Linked DNA regions of Zea mays: region 1 is linked to region 2. The links are chromatin contacts, called in public Hi-C maps. All regions are on one chromosome and are shown on one strand. Each heading gives the region's core, a stretch centred on a gene start, on an enhancer-like site or on the middle of the called end of the contact. The rest is flanking DNA. Distances are from core to core; before and after follow the strand shown. Region 1 holds the start of LOC103626378. Region 2 has its middle 18 kb from the start of LOC111589267.

Evidence for each region. Hi-C and Micro-C count contacts between places; a contact is called where the count stands out from the background.
Region 1: a contact with region 2 is called in a Hi-C map of tassel, with 4 times the contacts expected there. The contact joins the promoter of LOC103626378 here to the enhancer-like site in region 2. A contact is called at or near these places in 2 of 25 Hi-C or Micro-C datasets (ear and tassel).

What each region holds. Positions count from the first base shown.
Region 1 is chr5:56,153,273-56,155,995 of Zm-B73-REFERENCE-NAM-5.0, forward strand. It overlaps LOC103626378, which reads left to right and starts at 1,389. Exons shown (of 1, transcript XM_008646780.2): 1 at 1,389-2,723. The coding sequence starts at 1,899. The coding sequence ends at 2,330.
Region 2 is chr5:55,946,866-55,949,565 of Zm-B73-REFERENCE-NAM-5.0, forward strand. No RefSeq gene overlaps it. Among protein-coding and RNA genes, the nearest start is that of LOC111589267, 18 kb to the left of the region's middle. Within about 2 kb of position 1,321, at least 16 of the 20 cell types and tissues checked have an H3K27ac peak or open chromatin away from gene starts, as enhancers often do. A contact at or near this core is called in ear and tassel, where this site is marked.

The DNA of each region.
Region 1 (2,723 bases), core at 139-2,638, 210 kb after region 2:
ACCGTTTGAGAGAGGGAAAGGGTTGAAAGAGAACCGGTCTTTGTGACCACCTCAACGGGGAGTAGGTTTGCAAGAACCGAACCTCGGTAAAACAAATCACCGTGTCATTCAATCTTATTCGCTTGTGATTTGTTTTCGCCCTCTCTTTCGGACTCATTTATATTTCTAACGCTAACCCCGGCTTGTAGTGTGTGCTTAAGTTTGTAAATTTCAGATTTGCCTATTCCTACCCCCTCTAGGCGACTTTCCATGGATATATGACAAGCTCATAATATTAAATAATTAGTATATATTTCATATTTAAATACTACTAATTTAATATTTAATGTAATTATATTTACCAAGGTGTGCCTCGTGAGTCGAGCCAAGCCTCATACTTTAGCTTCGATGCAGTGGGCAAGCTTAAGTTTTGCTAGGCTCGGCTAATTTTCGGCCCTACCGTCCATCCATATTAGAGAAGGATAAAAAAAACATTGCTCCTGCGCAGGGAGGTCCTGTTTAATTCTGGCCAAGCTAGCTAGGGGCCGGTACCCCTGAACCGACGGTAGCAATTAACGACGGCGTGTTTGCAGGGTACTCCGATCCTGCAGCTTGTTCGCTGCGGCTTGCTGCGGCTGCAATCCGGCTGCGGCTGCGGCTTCTACAGTATTTTTCTCTCTATGGATTGCAGCTGCAGCAATCCAAACAGCTGCAACAGTGTCGGCTTGTAGCCAGCCGAACACGCCCCTGATGTGAAGCGAAGACTGGAGAACCACCGCCGCATGCATCTATGGTTTCGGTGCTATACTGCTATACGTAGGAAGCAGTACTGTCCGTCCGTTCAGTTCCTCGGGGACATCCCACTCGCCCACACCGCCGCCGTACTGCGTGCTCCGGCTCCGCTGCTGATCGGCGATTGCTCCACTCGTCCAGAGAGGACGACCCAGAAGGAGGCCGATGCCGGCCGGCACCAGCCTCTGCGCGCGTAGCATATAATTGCATGGACTCGTAGCGCTGATTGATCGATGGAGTCAGCTATATATAGCTGCGTGCGTGCCAAGAAGGATTCATCATACTAGTAGTAGATGCGGCATGGGCATTGGGCACATCCCCCATGAATTCGATCGGTAAACAATGCAGGCGTCCGACGCAGCGGTGAGCATGCAAACGGCAGCGATCAAACGCGCGCGCGCCGCGGCCGGGCACGGGCAGGCAGCGTTTCCGCCGTCTCGTCGAGGTGTTTACCCTGCGCTACGCTGCGACGAGGGTCTCTCATCATGCTTGCTATCTATGCTAAAAAACACTACTCCAGTTAATACTATCATTACACTATATATGAAGGTACACATTTTTTTTAAAAAAAAAATTCTGGATGTGAATTGAGACAGTGATACTGTGTTCCCATATGATATGAGTAATGGCCAGTCCCAAACAGTGGTTTTCCTTAAAATCTATGGTCAAAGTGAGCTAGAGCACCATAGCAGCCACCAGCCAGTAGCAGGCTGCAAGTTCTGTGCATGCCAGTTCTCCGTCCTCTCGTGCGCTCATCAGTGAGGAGTAGGACTGAGGACTGCTGCGGTTAGCTAGCCGGCCGGCCGGGCTCGCTGCAGGCCTGCCATTACTACGTTTGCCATTACTACGACTCCAGACTGGAAGGAACCGAGCCGCGCGCGCGCGCGCTGTTAAAACTCATGAGAGCAGGCTCGCGCTCGGCTACTCCTACAACTCTTTCCGTCCACGAATACTGCTCCCGTTTGTTTCACCACCTCACCTCAGTCCTCAGCGCGCTCAGCTACACTTGAGCGCAGCGTCTCTCCCTCCCGCGCCGTCTCGTCTCCTCGTGCTGTCGTGCCCGTGCGGCAGCCAGGCCAAGAGCGTCAGCCCCATTCGCCCGTGAGGCCGTGACGCAATCGAGCCCCATGAGGCGGCGACGGTGGGCACGCGCCGCCGCCGCAGCGGTGCTGTCGTGCTTCGCCATCGCCGTCGTGCTGCAGCTCGCCGTCGCCGAGTGCAGGACGCAGTCGAGGCGCGCGCGCGGTGACGACGGCCACGCCCACGCGCGCCCTCGCACTCACAGCGGGAGTGGGCTGCCGCCGTCGACGGGTGCAACGGCGACGACCGTGCACCACCAGCACCGTGCTGTGCCCACGGCGGCTGCTGCCGACGCGTTAGTCCGCTTCGACGCCGTCGTGGGCGCCTCCCGGTGTAAGAGCGGCAGGCGGAAAGCAGCGAGCGGCGGCGCTACTGCTGCTGGTGGTCGTGGTCGTGATCGTGGTCGTGGTGCATGCGCCGACGACGACGATGACAAGCGGCGCATACCGACGGGGCCTAACCCTCTGCACAACAGATAGCTAGCTGATCGTGCATGCAGCCCAGCAAGATCCATCAATCCTATAAGACGAGAGGAGCAAGCAACGAGAAATGCAATGCAAGCCAAGCCACCAGAGTTCAGGGCTTTCTTGGTACTTACGAGCGAGCTCATCATCATCTCCTACCACCCTCTGTTCTGTTCTGTTCACCACGGACATGGACCAGAAGACACGATAGCGATCGGCAGTAGTGGTTGAGCTTCAGGAGTTGCGAAAACTCTCTGGACGCTGTCGTCCATTAATTTCCTCCTCTTCTTTTTTTTGTTCTTCCCGAGCTTTTCGTCTGCCAGCACCGGGTGTATATTCTTCCTAGCTAGCTGCGCTGCGCCTCTCTTGTTCAGTTGTTCTGTCAGAAGCAAAGCAAAAGAATCGTTG
Region 2 (2,700 bases), core at 71-2,570:
TTTAGGCTTCACGCAAGGTTGCATGCGGTCTGCCCTACGGAAGCCTCGGCAGCGATCTTCTAGTCGCGGCTACGGAAGCCTCGGCGGCGCGCGTGATTTCTATGCCCTGCGCGTTGTCCACGGTATTTTACGCCAACGACGCAGAGACATGGGAGCAGAGTTTATGACGCGGCCATGCGAGGTGTGACTAGCGGCTGGCGAGCGCCGCCAGCAAAGTTGCCTTTTTGCACCGTGAACTATAGATCTGAAATTCCATACCACTCGATTGCGTCGAAGGGAATCGAAGCCTGTCGCGTAGGACAGTTCGGCTAGGCCGAGGACCTGCCGGCGTGGTGGAGAGTCGATGCAGATCGGGTCCGCAGCAACATCGAGGTAGAGCATGCTGATAACGTGTTGAGAACTATGTTACCACGGATCACCAGATCCGCTCCCTTCCCTCCCGTCAGCAGTAGAGGCGCAAGAAGCTGTAGAGAACCCGTCTCCCTTCCCATAAGCACGACAGAGGAAACACACGAGACACTGGATATATGGTTGGACCTCTGGCCTCTTTTTGATCTCTGTTCCATATGAGGAGTACATGTTCTATATCTAGAGACGCGATAGCCCTCAGAGCTATATTCGGTATTTGCCCACATAACCCTTCATTATGGGTTCTCAACAATATCAACTGCATCAGTATGATGAACAGAGATAACAATGAAGATCTGATCCCTAATTCTCATTGGAGAATTCTCTTATTACATACGAGAATAAGGTAATTTAGTCTGTACGTCCGAAGAGTACATTATGCGTTTGATTGCAATGACATGACGGGATGGGACGGGACGATCCCTCAAATAAGATTGTTTGTTTCAGGGTCAGGGGTTGGGACAGAACTGTCCCCAGTTATCTCTCAAAATTGGAGGGACGAGAGAGGACGCCAGGAGGCGTCCCTGTCCTGGTTGTCCCGCAACCAAACGCACCCTAAATGTATAGAAATGACTATAACAGAGTTTCTGTTATTCGTGTTAATAGCTACTCTAGGGGGGAGTGCTTTTATGTGGTGCTAACAATTTAATAACTATCTTTGTAGCTCCAGAATGTTTCAGTTTATGTTCCTACATATTGTCTGGATATACCATAGAGATCTACGGTCTAATGAGGCTACTATGAAATATTGAAAATTTTTATTTGCATTGGTTAGCCGACATGGGGAAGGATCGCCGTCAATAACGGCGGACTGCTTTTCTTCGTATCGGTCCCCTCTCGGCCTCTTAGCTCACCACCAATTCAAGCCCGTAAAGGCCGTACTAATTCTGTCCATCAAGGGCCCAAGAATACCAGCCCATGTCGGACCAGGCACTGAGGCACAGGCAGGTTGCCGACCACCAAAATTTCCCTGACTCGCTCAGTCCCTCCGCAGCTCGCTCACCGGCCCGTTCCGCAGCTCGCGCATGGGCCAGCTCTCGCGCACTGAACTCCGCTCCGCTCATGCAAGCGCATGGGCCTGCCCGCTCAACAGTTCGCGCACTAAAGAATAATGTTTGGAAGTGTTTTATTTTAAAATTTTCACCTTCCGTTTTACAGCTTCACTATAAAATAACTTTAATAAATTTTTGAGCTAGGTTTGAGAAGTGTCTTGCTTGTACATAGGCTCAAGATTCTATAATATAATTAATTTGTGTGAGTTTCCTGGATTATCCTTGAAGATTAGTGGGCTGTCACGAGAGAACCAAAACGATATGTTGTGTAGTTGTGTGGCATGGTGGGTAATTTTCGTGCAACTTAATGAGAATGTATGAAAACACTGTTTGTGAGGCACCCTTTGAGAAGCTTGGTGAATTTTATGAAGCTGACCTCTAGTTTTGATTTTTTTCAAAGCTATAGCTCATAGAGCTAGACATGTTCGTATAGAAGAAGCTAGAACGAACCCAAAAATCTTGAAGTGAAGCCCTCCCAAACGGACCCATAATATACATTTTTAGATAAAGGAACATTGTTTCGGCCTCTCCACCCAGCTGGTGAATGCGGCCAACAGAACATCTACATATACTCTATTAAAATCGGGGGATTTCAAGGCCCTCTCCGCGTTTCCGCGTATGGCGGCGCTCTCGCGTGTCAACACATATACGCGAAAATTATCCAAATACGTTAAGGGTCCTTCCCTTTCCTCTCCCTCTCCACCTCTCGCTCCAGCCTAGCCTACCTCTCCTTCCCCGCGCACCCTCCAATAGTGTGTCGTCCCTCTCCCTCGTGCGCCCCATGCTCCTCACCATCTTCGTCCGCGCAGGAGCCAGTAAGCTAGCCACAACTAGCCTCGCCTTCTCGGCAAAATCCTTCTTCGGCGCACCACTGGCAGCCACCGCGACCTCCATCGCTTTGTCGCTGCCGCGCCAGCCGGCCGCCTCCAACTCGGATTCAACAAAACACACTTTTGGAGCTAGTTTGAGTAAAAACAGTAATATGAGTTAGAGAGAGTAAAAAGTTCAAAGTTCTGCGATTTAGACTAGTTGGATTGCAACTAGATATATTTGTATAAGTCGTAGGAACACCCTTTGTCAGGTACAGTAATTAGGGGTACTGAAAGGGAAATGTGCCCTTGGGCCATTTCTAAGTATTTTGGTGATTGAGTGCCAACACAAGTGGACTTGTGTTAATCTATGCAAAGTGATGGACAAAGTGCAAATCAAGTAAAAAGGTATGTTTCTAAGACTTAGTACA